Regions from separate parts of the Ovis aries genome. Here all the other regions are linked to region 3. A link is a contact called in public Hi-C data. All regions are on one chromosome and are shown on one strand. The core of a region is the stretch at or near the end of the contact, and the rest is flanking DNA. Distances in the headings are between cores, read along the strand shown. Region 1 overlaps LOC105603748 (a long non-coding RNA gene). Region 2 overlaps TIPARP (TCDD inducible poly(ADP-ribose) polymerase). Region 3 overlaps LOC132657285 (a long non-coding RNA gene). Region 4 overlaps LOC105603748 (a long non-coding RNA gene). Region 5 holds the start of LEKR1 (leucine, glutamate and lysine rich 1).

Evidence for each region. A called contact is a pair of places that touch in the nucleus more often than the background predicts.
Region 1: a contact with region 3 is called in a Hi-C map of liver, with 4 times the contacts expected there. The contact joins two enhancer-like sites. A contact is called at or near these places in 2 of 16 Hi-C or Micro-C datasets (liver and skin fibroblasts).
Region 2: a contact with region 3 is called in a Hi-C map of tail adipose tissue, with 12 times the contacts expected there. The contact joins two enhancer-like sites. A contact is called at or near these places in 8 of 16 Hi-C or Micro-C datasets (blood, hypothalamus, liver and 4 more).
Region 4: a contact with region 3 is called in a Hi-C map of skin fibroblasts, with 2.6 times the contacts expected there. The contact joins two enhancer-like sites. A contact is called at or near these places in 2 of 16 Hi-C or Micro-C datasets (liver and skin fibroblasts).
Region 5: a Hi-C map of tail adipose tissue shows a contact between it and region 3, with 6 times the contacts expected there. The contact joins the promoter of LEKR1 here to the enhancer-like site in region 3. A contact is called at or near these places in 5 of 16 Hi-C or Micro-C datasets (hypothalamus, liver, skin fibroblasts and 1 more).

Annotation. Positions count from the first base shown.
Region 1 is chr1:231,566,734-231,570,119 of ARS-UI_Ramb_v3.0, reverse strand. The region is part of intron 2 of LOC105603748 (a long non-coding RNA gene); the gene reads right to left. Among named protein-coding and RNA genes, the nearest start is that of LEKR1, 48 kb to the right of the region's middle. Within about 2 kb of position 1,304, at least 4 of the 54 cell types and tissues checked have an H3K27ac peak or open chromatin away from gene starts, as enhancers often do. A contact at or near this core is called in liver, where this site is marked.
Region 2 is chr1:231,691,047-231,694,150 of ARS-UI_Ramb_v3.0, reverse strand. The region is part of intron 1 of TIPARP (TCDD inducible poly(ADP-ribose) polymerase); the gene reads left to right. It overlaps LOC114113873 (a long non-coding RNA gene), which reads right to left. Exons shown (of 2, transcript XR_003588606.3): 2 at 3,079-3,104. Among named protein-coding and RNA genes, the nearest start is that of TIPARP, 110 kb to the left of the region's middle. Within about 2 kb of position 1,655, at least 7 of the 54 cell types and tissues checked have an H3K27ac peak or open chromatin away from gene starts, as enhancers often do. A contact at or near this core is called in liver, where this site is marked.
Region 3 is chr1:231,199,310-231,202,534 of ARS-UI_Ramb_v3.0, reverse strand. All of the region lies in intron 1 of LOC132657285 (a long non-coding RNA gene), which reads left to right. Among named protein-coding and RNA genes, the nearest start is that of CCNL1, 33 kb to the right of the region's middle. Within about 2 kb of position 1,599, at least 36 of the 54 cell types and tissues checked have an H3K27ac peak or open chromatin away from gene starts, as enhancers often do. A contact at or near this core is called in hypothalamus, liver and tail adipose tissue, where this site is marked.
Region 4 is chr1:231,587,356-231,590,358 of ARS-UI_Ramb_v3.0, reverse strand. All of the region lies in intron 3 of LOC105603748 (a long non-coding RNA gene), which reads right to left. Among named protein-coding and RNA genes, the nearest start is that of LEKR1, 68 kb to the right of the region's middle. Within about 2 kb of position 1,703, at least 11 of the 54 cell types and tissues checked have an H3K27ac peak or open chromatin away from gene starts, as enhancers often do. A contact at or near this core is called in liver, where this site is marked.
Region 5 is chr1:231,518,812-231,522,216 of ARS-UI_Ramb_v3.0, reverse strand. LEKR1 (leucine, glutamate and lysine rich 1) reads left to right here and starts at 1,757. Exons shown (of 11, transcript XM_060394367.1): 1 at 1,757-1,837.

The DNA of each region.
Region 1 (3,386 bases), core at 55-2,554, 370 kb before region 3:
AGATGTCATTGTAGTTTTAGCAGGATAAAATGCATCACTATTATAGTATTCATGCAATCATTTGATTGTTCATTTGTTAATTCAAGGACAAGTTACTGAGTGTATATTTACTGTGACAGGCACAGGTATCATAAAGATGAATAAGACAAAAATCTCTACTTCTGAGAGACTAACCCAGGAATGGGACATTCATATAAGAAAGTCATTATAACATATTTTGATAAGCAGTTCAAAGGAGTCATCTGAAAGGTAGTGGGGAAGCACAAAAACAAACACTCTGATGAGGAGGGAGTGCATGAATGGTCCAGGTAGTCCTATGTAGGGAAGGAAAATCTTTTCTTTCTTCCCATCCAAGATTTATTGGCTGAGACTCTGCAAACTAGGCTGACAAAAGAACAGCTTAACAAGAGAAAAACAAGCAAAAATCTATCAGTGCATGCATTGCACACATACATGGGGGCAGTCAGTGATGAATAACTCAAAGGGGTGTTTAGAACTTGTGCTTCATAGCATCTTGCCAAAAAAATAATAGATTTTTTTTTTTTTTTAGAAAAGTGACTAGACAAAGGGAAAAGACTTTGAGTTTCTAGGGCAGTAAATTGCGGAAGGTAAATATATGGAGGAATTAATGGAACATAAAGGCTAACCAGTAAGGTCTGTGAAGTAGATATCTCTGGGGTAATTACTTCTTCCTGATAGAGAAGGGAATGGGGAACACCTTTACAAATTTATGTCTTTTAGGCAAATAGGGAGAGGGCACAGGGCTTTTCTTGTATCTATTTCTTCTCAGTTTCCTTCGGCTCTAAATAATACTTATGTCAAAATGGCATATTTTGAGGTGGCATATTCTGCTTTCACTTAAAGAACAAGAATCAGTCACGGAAACAAAAGCACATTAAGAATTCCAACAGAGAAAATTTAATATTAGAAATTAGTTAGTCAGGTCTTGGAGAACTGAAAATGCAAAAAGGGAACACTGAGGTTTCATACAGACAACAACTTCAGGAAGCAACTACCACCTCCTAGGTCTGAGCAAACCAAGGGAAGAGATCAGAGTTATTAGAATTTAGAAGCTGAATGAAATACTATGCACAGGTGGGATGCAGGCCTTGGAGGAGGAGATATGACTGGCTGGTGCTGGTGTTTCTGAGGAAGGTAGGATGAAGCTGGTTCTTCTAGGGATGGAAACAACTGCTGTTGTCAAAATAAAGGTCACTGCTGGGTGACTTTACAGAAACAGCAAGCAAATAGGAAGGAACTAGTCCCTTCAACTTCCTCATGCCTTCCTATCTCCCTGTCTTCCTTTAGTGCCCTCTATTGACAGAAACCAACAGGAATTCTGATGGCTAAAAAGGAAGCTGGTTTGCACAGCTCTAACCTGAGAAAGGTGGGTTTGGCACTGACAGAAAATAGCTTAATCTCCGGAGTGTATCTTATAAAATGAGGAGGCAGGCTTAAAAGGAAGGTATTTCAGGCAAAAGGAAACCACATGTGCAAAGGCATGATGCCATCAAAGTGCTCTGTGCTTTGGGAATAACAAGTATGAAATCAGTTGTAGCTTGAATGCAAAATGCATTGATAGAGTATCAGGCAGAGCAACTGGAATGATAGAAAGGGATCTTGTTCTGAAGGGCAGGGAATCCTATGCTAAGAAGCAAAGGAAAATATTATTTTTAATATCTCTTGAATTTTTCAGTAGTTTATGTTTTTCTCACCCTCATTGCCATTAAAAGTATACCTTGAATCTAGGCTTATTGTTCTAGGAAAGGAGGAGTATTTGATACAGCAGAGAACAAAGAGGTCACTGCCTAGGTTTTTTAATTTCAAAACAGTTTTTTAATTACCTAGGGAGATAAGGTCCATCTAGTCAAAGCTATGGTTTTTCCAGTAGTAATGTACAGATGTGAGAGTTGGACCATAAAGAAAGCTAAGCGCAGAAGAACTGATGCTTTTGAACTGGTGTTGGAGAAGATTCTTGAGAGTCCCTTGGATTACAAAGATATGAAACCAATCCTAAAGGAAAAAGTCCTGAAATATTCATTGGAAGGACTGATGCTGAAGCTGAAATTCCAATATTTTGGCCACCTGATGTGAAGAACTGACTTACTGGAAGACTATGATGCTGGGCAAGATTGAAGGCAGGAGGAGAAGGGGATGACAGAAAATGAGAAGGTTGGATGGCATCACCGACTCAATGGACATGAGTTTGAGCAAGCTCCGGGAGTTGGTGATGGACAGGGAAGCATGCTGTGCTGTAGCCCATGGGGTTGCAAAGAGTCGGACATGATTGAATTACTGAACTGACTGACTAACTGAGGGAGATAAAATAGCCCGAGGGTAAGATCTTTTGATCTGCAAAAATTTGGCTTTTTGAAATAGAAGATATTGACTCTTTGTGACTCCATGGACTGTAGCCCACCAGGCTCCTCTGTCGGCAGAATTCTCCAGGCAAGTATGCTGAAGTCGGTTGCCATTTTCTTCTCCAAGGGATCTTCCTGACCCAGAGACTGAACCCAGGTCTTCTGCATTGCAGGCAGATTCTTTACCATTTGAGCCACTGGGGAAGCACACAAAAGGCTATGAAGAGCCAATAAACCATAGTTTATTCTAAGAAGCCACAGAGCAGGAATACATTGGATAGGATATAAAGCAAGTTCCTGTTCCACAGGATGAAAAGGTCTTCTGCAGCTGAGGGAGGAACCACCCACAAATTCAGATTCAGATTCCAGTGCTCTAGGTTCCTCCCTTGCCCCTCACCTCTGGGTCAGACCTGGGCAGGGCAGGGCAGGGCATGTGTGTATGTGTGAACTTTCTGAAGACCTTCTGTGACAAATCACAGAACAAAAAGTTTATTCCTCAGTTCTTCAGTTGCACCTATTCAAACTGTCTGCTCCTCAGAGAAGCCCTGTGTTGACATGGGTCTGCGATGATAACTTGAGTTGGGTTTTGGATACTGTCATCACCAAACACTGACTCAAAGGACGTCAATTTGAGCAAACTCTGGGAGATGGTGGAAGACGGAGGAGCCTGGCACGCTACAGCCCATGGGGTTACAGTCAGATATCTTAGTGACTGAATGACAAGAACAAATCACCAAAAAATATGATGCATTATTATTATTTTTTTTGGTTTTGAGTGTTATAAAAAATAGTATCATTCTCTATGTATGGACCTTGATTCTTCCATATTGTTTGATGTAGCTACTGCTACTGCTGCTAAGTCACTTCAGTCGTGTCCAACTCTGTGAGACCCCATAGATGGCAGCCCACCAGGCTCCCCCGTCCCTGGGATTCTCCAGGCAAGAGCACTGGAGTGGGCTCCATTTCCTTCTCCAGTGTATGAAAGTGAAACGTGAAAGTGAAGCCGCTCAGCCGTGTCCGACTCTT
Region 2 (3,104 bases), core at 406-2,905, 490 kb before region 3:
ACCCACCACACTATAATGTATTTATTTGTTTTACTTTTTGGCCATACCCGCCAAGTCTCCCTTCCCTCCTAGCATATGTACCTCCCCAAGTCCACGCCTCTCCACCCCCCTGACATTCTCCCTTCCTCCAACCCCAGAGTGTTTTAAACTCTGAACTCTTAAAGCAGCAGTGTCTGGAACATCTTGAAAGTGCAGAATCCTCTGCCTTTTGACATTTCTATTTCAAGAGGTCTAGGGTGGGGCTAGGCAATCTGTAGCTGACTTTTCCAGGTGATCTGGGTGGTCAGTTCACAAACAACCAACAGAAAGTAGGACTTATCTTAGTCATTATTGCATAACTAGTACTTGCTATGTACACACCCAATAGAAGTGAATTGAATAGACTGAATGAATGGCCTGGTAAAATTGTGGGACTTCTCTGAAGGAATCATTTAATACAGATGAAAACCAGTTAGATTAAACTTTGATTGTGTGCTGCATGAATTAACCAACAGGTCTAAAATGAAGGGGATTAAAGATTACACCTGGCTGTCATGGATTCTATGAAGATAAGAACAGTCCAGTAAGCAACTAAGCCTGTGCACCACAACCATTGAACCTGTGCTCTAGAGTCTGGGAATCACAACTACTGAGCCCACGTGCTGCAGCTGTTGAAGCCTGCGTGCCCCAGAGCCTGTGCTTTGCAACAGGGGAAGTCACTGCAATAAGCCCACACACCTCAACTGGAGTAGCCCCTGCTTGCTACAACTAGAGAAAAGCCTGAGAGCAGCAACAAGACCCAGCATAGTCATAAATGAATAAAATTATTTTTTTAAAAAAGAACAGGTCAATAGATTATTAGGCACTTTACAAATAAAATTTGGATAAACACAATAGATTGTGATCTGGCATAAGCATTTTAGAATTCATTCTATTTTCTCTGTATCATTTTCCAGTAAGCCTTCACTTTTTCCCAGACAGAAGTATCTTGTTGCCTCATCAGAGGTGGAGAAAAGATGTGAGTTTCAAGATAAAAGGAGATTATAAATGAGAAATATTTTTAAAACTTGGAAATGGTCTGCAAAGTGAACATTCTATCACTTTTTGAAAATATGAATCTTAACTTTACATTTATCAAAACATGCTCTTACCTCTGAGCTTTACATTAATTCACCCTTCATTCCTGCTGATGAAATTCTCTACTTTTAGTCGCTGTGACATATTGTCTAGTAGCATTTTCCAATCTTCTCCCACCAACACTATATTTAAGATCCACTTGAGGTAAATAAATTTCAGCCAGAATCTTTTCTTACTCTAGGATCCAAGAGTAGAGAACTGCCTCTCAGGAAAATAGGAAATCTTCCTTCAGATAAATTCCAAGAGTGGCCCATTAGTAACAACATCAAGATAGGGTTTTCACCAATAGGTTTCATGTTTTAAAACATCAGTAATTCAGTTGCATAAAAATAGTATGACTTTTCTCTCACTTTGAATATATCACATACATGTACTTTGAGTTAGAGAATAAGCTGTCCTTATATACACAGCCAGAAAAAATTACAGCTTGGACTTAGCACTCAAAGATAAGGAATTGTCAACCTGCCATTTATGCAAATTGGCTGTGTTCTCAGAACGAAATTGCTGAGAGCCAAGCCCTCTGTTTTAAAATCTCAAGTCTTCATTGTGCTTTCTGAGTCATGCTAGTCACTGTTTCCTTCTTGGACTGGTAACCAGAAATGATTGTCTTTCCACCAGAAGGTTGTTGGGGAATTAACTATTACTAATAATTGTGAAATCAGAAAGCAAGAAAGAGATATTAATACTTTACAGCACACATTCTGTTAGTAAAAATGAAAACAGGAGATCTTCAGTCACCTGAAGTTTCAAGTAATCTCAGCTTTTACATGAATAAATTGTTCATTGGAAGTACTATACTGAACCGAGCAGTCATACTAAAGTAAATCCAGCAGAAAAGAATCATGGGAATTAGCAATAAAAGGAGTACATGTGTGCTTGCTTAGTCGTGTCTGACTCTTTGTGACCCCATGGGCTGTAGCCTGCCAGGCTCCTCTGTTCAGGGAATTTTCCAGGGAAGAATACTAGAGTGGGTTGCCATTGAAAAAAAATTGGAATATTTCAATCCTATAAGCATATTTAAAAACAGATGACTTAGGGCCACATACAGAAAGTATGCACATGCATCTGCCATATATATTGCATATATGTTTGTGTCTTGTAGTTTTGAAGAGCATTCAAATAGGCACTTCTTCACGTACATGTACTTCTAATATTTAATCTAGTGACTTGAATGTAGCACTCAGTGAATAAATGATTTTTTTAAGTGAAAAGTTAAGAAGTTTTTAAAGTTAAGTTCAGTGACAAGAAACCAGTTAAGTAAAACTTAGTTATTTGGAAAGTTAAACAGCTATTTGTTTCCACGTGGAAAACTGCTTATAATATAATGTTAGGTAAAATATGAATATACTATAATGTTATAATAAAAAACCTTTGAATAAAATAAGACAGAATAACTATAGCAGGGCTATACCAGGGCTTCCCTGGTAGCTCAGTGGTAAAGTATTTGCCTGCCAATGCAGGAGATGAGGGTTTGATCCTTGGGTTGGGACTATCCCCTGGAGAAGGAAATGGCAACCAATTCCAATACTCTTGCCTGGGAAATCCCATGGACAGAGGAGCCTGGCGGGCTGCAGTCCATGGAGTTGCAAAGAGTCAGATATGATTTAGTGGCTAAACAACAACAGCTATAGCAAAATGTTAAAATGGGACTTGGGAAGTTTCACCTATGGGTAGTCTTATGTCTCCTCTCTGCTTTCTTTTTCTTTAATAAACATGTATCATAAAATGTTATATAATATATGTACTATATAACATGTATATAATTTGGCATATCTGGAATTGGCAGGAAATGCTATAGGAATAGAAATATTGCTTTGTGACTGTTCTTATGTTTCTGACATTCTAGGTCATGCTGCTGTCTAACTGGTAGAGCCTGCAAGCAGGAAGACTTAGTTAGAAGATAACTTGTGGCAGTTTCTGCTTTAGCCAAGAATATGTTTAGCTACATGTAACAGAAAACAGTTTAACCAAATTGGGGGTTTATTTTT
Region 3 (3,225 bases), core at 350-2,849:
ATTTTGCATCCTCCGCCCTGGGCTTCAGTCACTCCAGGTCCTCAGGGCTCCTCGAGGCCACCTACGTTTTCCATTGTCAAGGTGATCTACCAGCAGGAGCTCCAGACCATGGATCGGGGAACCAGGGCTTCCTGTTTCTGTCCTCTGAGCAGCTGTGGGGCATTCAGCAAGTCACACTGTCCCTTTGGGCCACACAGGGGTTTAAGGATATTTCCTCCAAAACCCCTTTCAGTGGCAATTCGCGGGGATCAGACGAGAGCATTCAGACCAACAAGGACCTACTGTATAGCACAGGGAACTCTGCCTAATGTTACGTGGCAGCCTGGATGTGAGGGGAAGAATGGATAACATGTATATGCATGGCTGAGTCCCTTTGCTGTTCACTTGAAACTCACAGCATTGTTTATCGGCTATACCCTAATACAAAAAAAGCTTAAAAAAAAAAGAGATCTCCTGAAAGTCCCCTTTGGTTGTGGAAGTCAGTCATCCTGTGTCACAGAATTCCCGAACATGGTGAGTCTGGCTTGGCCTGGGCAAAGCCACGGCTACCCCCAAGTGCAGACTTTCCTTAGACGAGTTCTTCCTGTGGCTCTTGACCTCCTGCCCGTCCCCCTACCAGGAAGGTCCCTAGCCATAGCCTCCACAACCAGGCGTTCTCCTGAGGGTCCTGTTCCTTTCCTGAGCAGGTCTCAGTCCTGCTCTCCCAACCTAAACTAGACTGTCCCCTCGTCGTGCCGATCTCCTGGGGGGTCAGAGGAGCAACACGGGAGACCAGCTATGGCTTATTCTCCATCTGCATGATGAGCCTGTCATTTCTGCTTCCTAGCTGGACCTGCCTAACCAGACGGGCGCTGGGGTCACTGTGTGTGAGAGATGAGACAGACTCCTGCCGGTGAGGTGATGCTGAGGGTGGGCTGTTCTGTGGCGGATGTCACCTCTGTCCTGCAGAGGGGCCCCCAGGCGTCCCCCCCATCCACCCCCCAGGGCCTCTGCGGAAGGCCTTGTACCCCTGCCTCAGGCCTGGCCACACTTTGCCAAAGTTCCAGAATCTTCTTGGCCCCTTTGAACCAAACAGATGCTCTCTGAAAGAGAACAGGGTTGCCCTTTTGCCATATCCATTTCAGTCAGCTGGCATCTCATATTTCCCCTTTAAAAAATGAGCAACTTTTTCTGCTCATCCAGCAAGGCGGAGCAGTTTCTGTCATGGGTTTAGGCACCACCCTCACCTCTACAAAAGGAAAGAAAATCAATTATGTGTGTTGTAAACTAGCTTCCCCTGGGGTCCAGGCCCTACTCAGGCAGACCCTAGGGGAGAGAGGGTCTCCCTCTCCCTCTCTCCCCTTCCCCAGAGGGTGCGTTCCCAGCTGGGGAGGGGAGAAAGGAAGGCCTATTGTTCCCACCGGCCATGTGCTGGGTGTTCCCCCTGGGAGCCTGGAGATGCGATCATCTCCCGCCTGGTGTTCTGTTGGTTTTGTTTCTGGTCTTTTTTGCTGTGCCTCCTGGCCCAGGCCCCCCAGCCGCCCCCCACCCCTGTGCTGCACCGGTTCGTCCTGTCCTCTGTGTGCGCCTTTGATGTCCGGCTCAGTTCTGGGGGAGCGGAGGAACTTCTCCCACCTGCCAGACTCTGGAGGGAGTGGGGTGTTGTGGGGGGAGGGTAGGCAGAGCGAGTGAACAAAGGCATGTGGGGGGAGGGGTGCCAAGAAGGGAAGGGGCGGCTGCTCCCTGCCTGCCAGTGTTGGGATGGGGGACGCGGCAGGGCTGAGCCGACATCACCAACTTCTCGGGCCTTCGGAGCATCCTGCCTGCTGAGGCTCCGAGGCAGACTCCGGCAGGAGGAGCCAGGAAATTCTGGTCGGGTCCCGCCTCTGCCACCGTGTGACCCCGCGCGGCCCTGCGCCTCCCAGGGTGAGCCTCTCTGCCCCGAGTGGGGCAGTAACTCCCGCTCCGCCCTTCTGCTTCCTGGGCTGAGGGTGAGAGGCGCTAACACAGCCCTCTCCGAGAAGGCGCTGGGAGAAGCAAAAGGCCTTTGTGAGTCAGCGGTGGGAGTCGCTGCTGGGTGCTCACCCACGGTTTACCCGCCACCCCGGGTCACATAAGCATCTGGTGAGCTCGTGCTGCCCCCTAGAGGCCATACCGCTCCTCATACTTCACCTATTTCCAGTTATATTTTTATTTTCTCAAAACCATCAGAGAAATTAAGGATGAATATGTAATAACCCAGCGGTGGTTCTGAATTACTTTTATACCAGTGAAGTAACAAAATATATTTTAAAATATTTTTTTAATGGAGGCAGTGGCCCATGAGGGCAAAAGAGTACAAGGCAACCCTGGACCCAAGGTCTCAGGTGGCCTGTCCGAGCTCATCCTTCCTTGGGCGACTACCTGCTAGCTGGCTGCCCCTCCAAGCCGGTGGGGAGGCCTGACGGTGGCTACCTGCCAAGGCCTTTCCCCAAAGGGCCCATGTTTTCCCCCAAGATGATGGAGATAACATGGAGGAACAGATGGAGAAACCGAAGCAATTTGGCTGCTTTTCTTCAGGCTTTAAAAAGCCTTTGAAAATCCCCAAAGATTACAAAATGGCTTGATAAATACCTATCTTTCTCTTTGCTGATATTGAGACAGCACTAGTTGGCTTGGAGAGAAATTAGGGCTCCTGCATATTAACAATAATGGCTGCATTCCCTCTTTATGAGAAATGTTCTCACAGAGTGTGCAGTGCAGCCCCAGGTGGCAACTGCCCGTATTTTTAGATGAGGAATTTGGGGCCTAAAAAGGTCACATGCTGGTGAGAGGGGAACCATAGCTTGAGCCGGAAGATTCTGGCTTCAATCCCCCCAACTCCCCCACCCCCTGACACCCCCCGCTTTTGAGTGCTGGGCCCCACCCTTGCATGGCAGGGGAAACACTGCAAAAAAGCCAACAAGCCTTTTCCCTCCATACCCGTGGGATTAGTAATCTAGTCAACGGTTGGTCATCCTCTAGTTGTGATGAATAATCATCTGAAAACTCATGTCCTTTGACCTGGTTACCACTTTCCTTTTCCCTTCTCATCTGACAGATTCCTTGAGAGCCTTGGACATTCCAGAGAGCTCTGCACGCCCCTCCCTGGCCCCTTCCCAGGCCTCTCTAAGAAGCTTCTCTTTAGACTTGGCCTCCCGGCCTTGGGACAGGAATGAAAGGCCATGGGCCTTCTGGAGGCTTCCCTCCATGGTCCCCTCTGGCCCC
Region 4 (3,003 bases), core at 454-2,953, 390 kb before region 3:
TCTGGTTTAAATCAGAGAAGTTTGCAATACTATAATCACCAATGAAGCTACATATTAGCTTACAGAGATTTTTTTTCTCCTTTAAATTAAAGGGGCAGTGAAAGGTACAGTCTTGCTTCTGTTCCCAGATCTCTGAGAAAGTCATTCTCAGGCAAAAAGAAAACAACTTCATTTTAAGAGAATAACACCCCGTTGACAAGTTGTCAAGGCTGCCTTGCTTGGAAAAGACTGTGCAGAAAACCTGAAAGATAATGTGTGGTGATCTAACAGTATGTATCAGGACCATAGTATGCCTGGCAGAGGCAGGTACAACCACACAGTTTATTAGCACTGTATAATTTGTTTGATTTCCGTTGGGGCAACTAGAGAAGGGTCTAGAACTTGGATAGAACCCCCAAATAGACTCTCTGATCTCAGTTGTAGTGATTCTAAGCCACAACCTTGAGCCCTGGGAGATTAGACCAGAATTCCTTATAAACCTATTTATTTTGCGTTAACAATCATCTTTACATTGCCCATTCTGATAGAGGAAAGCCATGGCATAGATGGTCAAAGTAAAGGAGAATTTTACAACTGACCTTACAATGTACTATACAATGATTCTGATATTGCTGCTGCTGCTGCTGCTGCTAAGTCGCTTCAGTCGTGTCTGACTCTGTGCGACCCCATAGACGGCAGCCCACCAGGCTCCTCTGTCCAGGGGATTTTCCAGGCAAGAGTACTAGAGTGGGTGCCATTGCCTTCTCCGGATTCTGGTATTATGCCCACCTTCTATCTTACAGTTCTTACTGAACTGAACTTTATCTTACATTTTGTGTCAAAGTCACAGGTGCTTCCAATTTTACAGGAGTGAATAAATTTTAGTAAAATTGTCTATGAAGTGATTTTCTATTAATATAATTCTGTTCTGCTAATGATTTAAGATGACTAAAGATATCTTTCACTGGAGGAAAAAAATTTGCTAGGAAGTGTTGATTTTTATGTATTTTGAAATGCTTTATAACATTCTGAGAATGTTCATTACTCTCCTGATCTGAGATTTCTCCTATTTAAAGGAAAAATTATTATCCTATTTAAATTCTCCTATTTAAACACCTTTTATTTTTCCCTTTCCTTTTCTCAGACCATGAAAATCCTCACTTGGGTTCAAAGATTCTTGGTCTCTACACTTGCAACTCTTGAAATCCAGTCTGGGAGATCTCTCTCTGCTTCTATGTATTTAGTATCCAACAGAGCTAAAATGCACTGTCACATATAGCCAATAGATGCTGCCCTAAAATATGATGGACCCCAACCTGATATATTCACTTATGAATTCTCTCATGCAAATAGGTGCTGCATTCAATAAGTTCACTGACCTTGAAAGTCTATCAGAGAAATCTGTTTACAATGCTGCACTTGCAGTGTGGATTTTCTGAGCCTGGAAACTGATGGTAAGGGAAGCAATCCAGCATTACGCTGAGTGAAGAGGGAAAGCCAAGCTGCCACTAAATATTTTCTGTAAGTCATCCTCTGTCAGGTTAATTAGCCAGCAGATAAACAAGTGTCTCTGGGTCATTTTTAAAAATTAAATAAGAACAGAATTTTTTCTAGGCCACATGTATAGCCTGTCAGAGGAACACGAACTACTAGGCAAATGCCTGTACTCTCCTACTCCTACCCCACCCACCTTGAGCAGAAGAAAGGGAACATGTGCAGCTTTTGTTTATAGCTGGGGTCAGTGTGGGGCGTCATTGATCTGATCAATGCCACTGTGTGCCCTGGGCAGGACTCTAGCCTTTCAGCAAAGGATTGCTGCCTCTTGCCAAGACTTCTGTCGAGCTGTTATTAATATGTTCTCTTTCTCTCTTTCTACCTGCCTTTTCCTGACTGCCAGGAAGAAGTAGGCTGTCTTTGGCAATTCCTTTACACTCCTACATCTATTTTCCTATGGAGTAAGGCAAAAAGCATTGTGAGACTTCTCTCCTACTCCTTCTGAGGAGAGGGAACTAGAGTCACCAGCATAAAACTTGCTGCTGGTACGGTGTCCAACGTGGCTTCTTGTTCCTAGTGACCCTGAGTGGTTCAGTGAGTCTGAGACATTACCCAGCACCAGTTCCATTCAGCAAATGGTGTGGGCTTCCTGGCTTTATTTCCTCAGCTCTGGAACTCGTCATGCCATAAACCACAGGGACTTTGTAGGCATGTTATTGTATTAGCACCATATGGAGAATACTCATGGAACTCACATGCAGAATGTGTGATGTCAGACCAGTTTACACGACTCCAAATTTTGTGCAGCTGTTACACTCAGATGTTTCATTTCATTTTTTATGTCAGCACTAGCCCAATAAACCCACTGATTCTGAGACTGAAAAGGAAAGAGAGTTCTGTGTGCTCACACGTGTTTCAGAGCTGGGAAACTCTGCATCACATCTGTGCGGACCTGCTCTCACGATCAGAGGTCACATCAGAGCCTTGACTCCTGTACTCCTCACAGAAGGGCAAGCGTGATTTCTATGGAAATCAACAGACAAGCAAATATAAAAAGACAGTGACTCCTACACAAATGAGAAACAATTACCTAGGACTGCATGTGCTCTTAGAAAGAGACTCTTGCAAAGAAAAAAAGTCAGGAAAGACATTGCAGTTTCTTTGGAAGGTATTTGATAAAATCCACACAAAAAATAATTGGCCTCTGACAAGGAAAAGTGTTTGCTAACAAGTTCCCCTGTCTCTACCTCTTAAAGAATCAGCAAGCTTGTCTTGGGTTTGCCTTAGTGAGGGCAAGATGAATCACTGTCTTTCACCAGTAAAGGAAAACCCTCAAAGGTTGTCACCAAAATAATGCTGATCTTCAAAAATAAATAGCTTTTAACATTTCCTTGGAATTAAGGCTAGAAGGCTACACATTTTTTAATACCTGAGTTTTTAGATTCATATAAGCTATTTATGACTCCATAATATGACTACATGCGTTATTTAAAAATAAATGCTGAGAACTGTGGATTTTCTGTGATTCAT
Region 5 (3,405 bases), core at 508-3,007, 320 kb before region 3:
ACCCTTGCAAACCAGGGCTACTATGATTCATCTTTTTCACCTGTTTGATAGTGTTTGATTTTTTTATCAGTAGTTCATAAGAAAATACTTTTAAGATGATTCACAACTCCTGATTTAATGGCATTAAAATATCCTATTACTAGAGATGTAAAAAAAAAAGAGGAAAATTACTCCAACTTGAATCTTATAAATTCCATAGTTACCTGAAATTATAGGTGCAGAAACATGAACTTCATCTCTGTAAAGACAGAATGAAATCACTGCTGCCAATCACTTATCAAAACAAATATTAGATGCTTCATTAGAATCTATGGAAATCTCAGAAATAATAATTTCATTAAAAAAGCAAGTTCTTTAAAAAGTTTTTAGAGTGTATAAGGCAGTTATCAACTTTCAGTCTGATTTTATTGATATTTGTTATAGGCTAGATATTGGATGCTAAGGTTAAAGAACTGTCAGTACAATAATTTTGAGCATCAAATTCATTACAAAAGTATTAAATGAGTACTGTTAGAGCTTTATTCTTTTTGTGTTTTAAAATATATTCATGAAAATAATTCCTGTGGATGTAGTGTTTCAGCACTGTAACATACTGTACTGTTTATCTGAAAGAAGCTAAGAGAGCATATCTTAAAAGCACTCATCATAAGAAAAAAAAATTGTATCTATCTGTGGTGATGGATGTTAACTAGACTTATTGCCTTTATTTTACAATATAAACAAATATTGAATCATTTTGTTGGATACCTGGAACTAATGTATTTCAGTTATATCTCAATTAAAAATCAATATATTCATATGATAACTATTAACATATTTGGCACACAGTACATTTTTGGGTGAAGCTCTTATCAGTAATGAACAGGCCACAAGAGTACAGGTTTACAGTCATCAAAGGGTTCATTGTAGAGCTTGACTTTGAATATTTGAAAGTAGATGTTTATTTCTTCAAGGCCTAACTTGTCTCATTGGAAATTTTGTTCAATAATATTCTCAGGGCTAAAAAGAATTTAGTATACAATTTATTGCTGAACAGATGACAAAAACTGAACTCCTAGTTCAGTTCAGTCCTTCAGTCATGTCCGACTCTTTGCCACCCCACAAACCGCAGGACGGTTGGATGGCATCACCAACTCAATCGACATGAATCTGAGTAAACTCTGGGAGTTGGTGATGGACAGGGAGGTCTGGCGTGGTGCAATCCACGGTGTCATAGAGTTGGACACGAGTTAGCGACTGAACTGAACTGAAATGTTAACATGACAACACAGTTGTGTGAACCACGTGGAAAGTCCTAGGGTATCACTTTGTATAGACTCCAAAAACTAGGAAGAATTTTTCTTTTCTTCTCTTATCTCAGGGGTCAATGACCTCTGAGAAAAATTGACAGAAGAAAAATTATAATAAAGGGTCACAGTCAGTTCAGTCGTTCAGTCATGTCCGACTCTTTGCGACCCCATTGAGGGGTGAGAGGTAGACGGACTTTGTCTTCCACTTCTGCCACCGTCATTCCAACCCGCCTCTGGGCTGGAAATGTCTCCCTCCATCCCTGCAGCCGCCCCCACGACTCCAGCCCGCCCTCCTCTGCCTCGCCCTTAGCGTCCCTTGCCTCCCACTCACAGTACCCAGCGTAACCTAAGCCCGTTCTTTGACCCCAGCCAGGAGACTTCAAGCTTCCGCCCAGGACTTGGCCCGGGGCGGCGCAGGGGTGTCCTGTTTCCGCGTTGGCGAGCGGCGTGGGTCGTGACGTCATCGCGCCTTGACGTCAGGCCGACGTGCAGCACGGTCTCCTGGGAGACCAGGAAAGCCTTTTGCCCCCGGCGGAATCGAAGTATAGGTGAGAGAGACAAGGAAAGGCTTTCTTGAGCCCTGGAATGATCTGGTCCCGGCGCGCAGTTCCGAAGAAGAGGCGTGCTGGCACCCCGGGGGCAGAGCCGGAAAGCCGAGCCGTGGTGCCGCGCCCGGGGAGTGGGCCCCGCGCCTTGCCTCTGACCCCAGCTGCTGCCTTTGTCGAGTCTTCGCGAGCCCGTCCAGCTGGGTGCCCTCTTCTCTGCGTGGCTAGGATAGGCCTCATCCCCGCACCTTTTCTTCTTCCCGCCTCCGCGGGTCCCGTGGGAACGGGGTTATAAAGGGACAGATTTCAAAACCCTTGCAGCCGATTTTGGCTGTACTTGCAGTTAGTTTCTATTTGGAAAATCCTGTCCCTTCAGAAAGTCTCAGGACGTGAACTCCCTCTTCACCTGACCTTGACCTCATCTGTGGTGATTCACACTAAAGGAATAGTTCTTTAGGGAAGGGCCTGAAAGCTGAACGTGAGTTAATGGCCCAGCGTGACACTGGTGTCATGAAGGGAATCGGAAGTGAACGACTAGGGATGGGTCTGTATTTTTGACATCTTCCTTGTAACCCTGTCAGAGCAGGTTCACCAATACCTACGCGGCTACCGCCGGTTATCACCGCACCTCATGTCGAAGAAGAGTCTACAAAGTGTGTAATGTGAGAGAATAAAAGGGCCTCTTTGATTTTTTAAAAAAAAAAAAAGCAAAATAATGAAAGAGTAAATTAAGTTAAAAAAAATTTTTTCCCCCTCTTGCTAAAGGGAAAGAGATCTGTCCCATTCCTTTCTTGGGAAACCTTTTACGGCTGTGTGCTTCCTCTGTTCCTTCAACATGTATGTATGCAAATCTTTTGAAGACCCAGAATGTTTTTCTGGAGGACCTGGGAGCCATTTCTTTAAAATGTAAACATCAAGGGAAACAGGACCCATATCTCCATATTACTTTGGGAGTTTAGTGCTTCTAGTAACCAAGTGCTTTGTCTAGAGATATGTATTCATTTGAACAAACGCTGTTAGCTAGCACAGGTGGCTACTTCAATTACCAGGTGAATTTAAAACAAACTATGAAATAGAGTATAGTAAGCTCTGTTGAGGACAAATTATCTTTTATCTTGAGAACATGTATGTAATGGAGTGTACGTGCTTGGCTATATTAAAAAGTGGGATTTCTTTCTGTCTTTGTAATCTTATTAGCAGATTAGGTGTGCATCACAGTTTAGTTAAATGCTTATGTGATAATAAAATTGCTTTCTGCATCGTGGGGAAATTTTCTGGATGGCAGGATTTTAAAAATTTCCCTCAATAATCAGACCTACCAATTCTTCCCACTCAGTATAGTAAGGCCACAAAATTGGAGTAGATTTACAATAACGATACTGTTCCACTGTGCCACTAGATTCATGCTCTCAAATACATTTAGGTGTGAAATTTTAAAAAGGAAATTTAGTTGGTAATTTTAGGAAAAATTCTGCTCACAATAGAGTTTCATTAAGATGAAGCCATCTTATTTTTCTGATGGTGAGCTCACTGTAAAATGACAGAAATGAGAATAATGAGCTTTCTGTGAA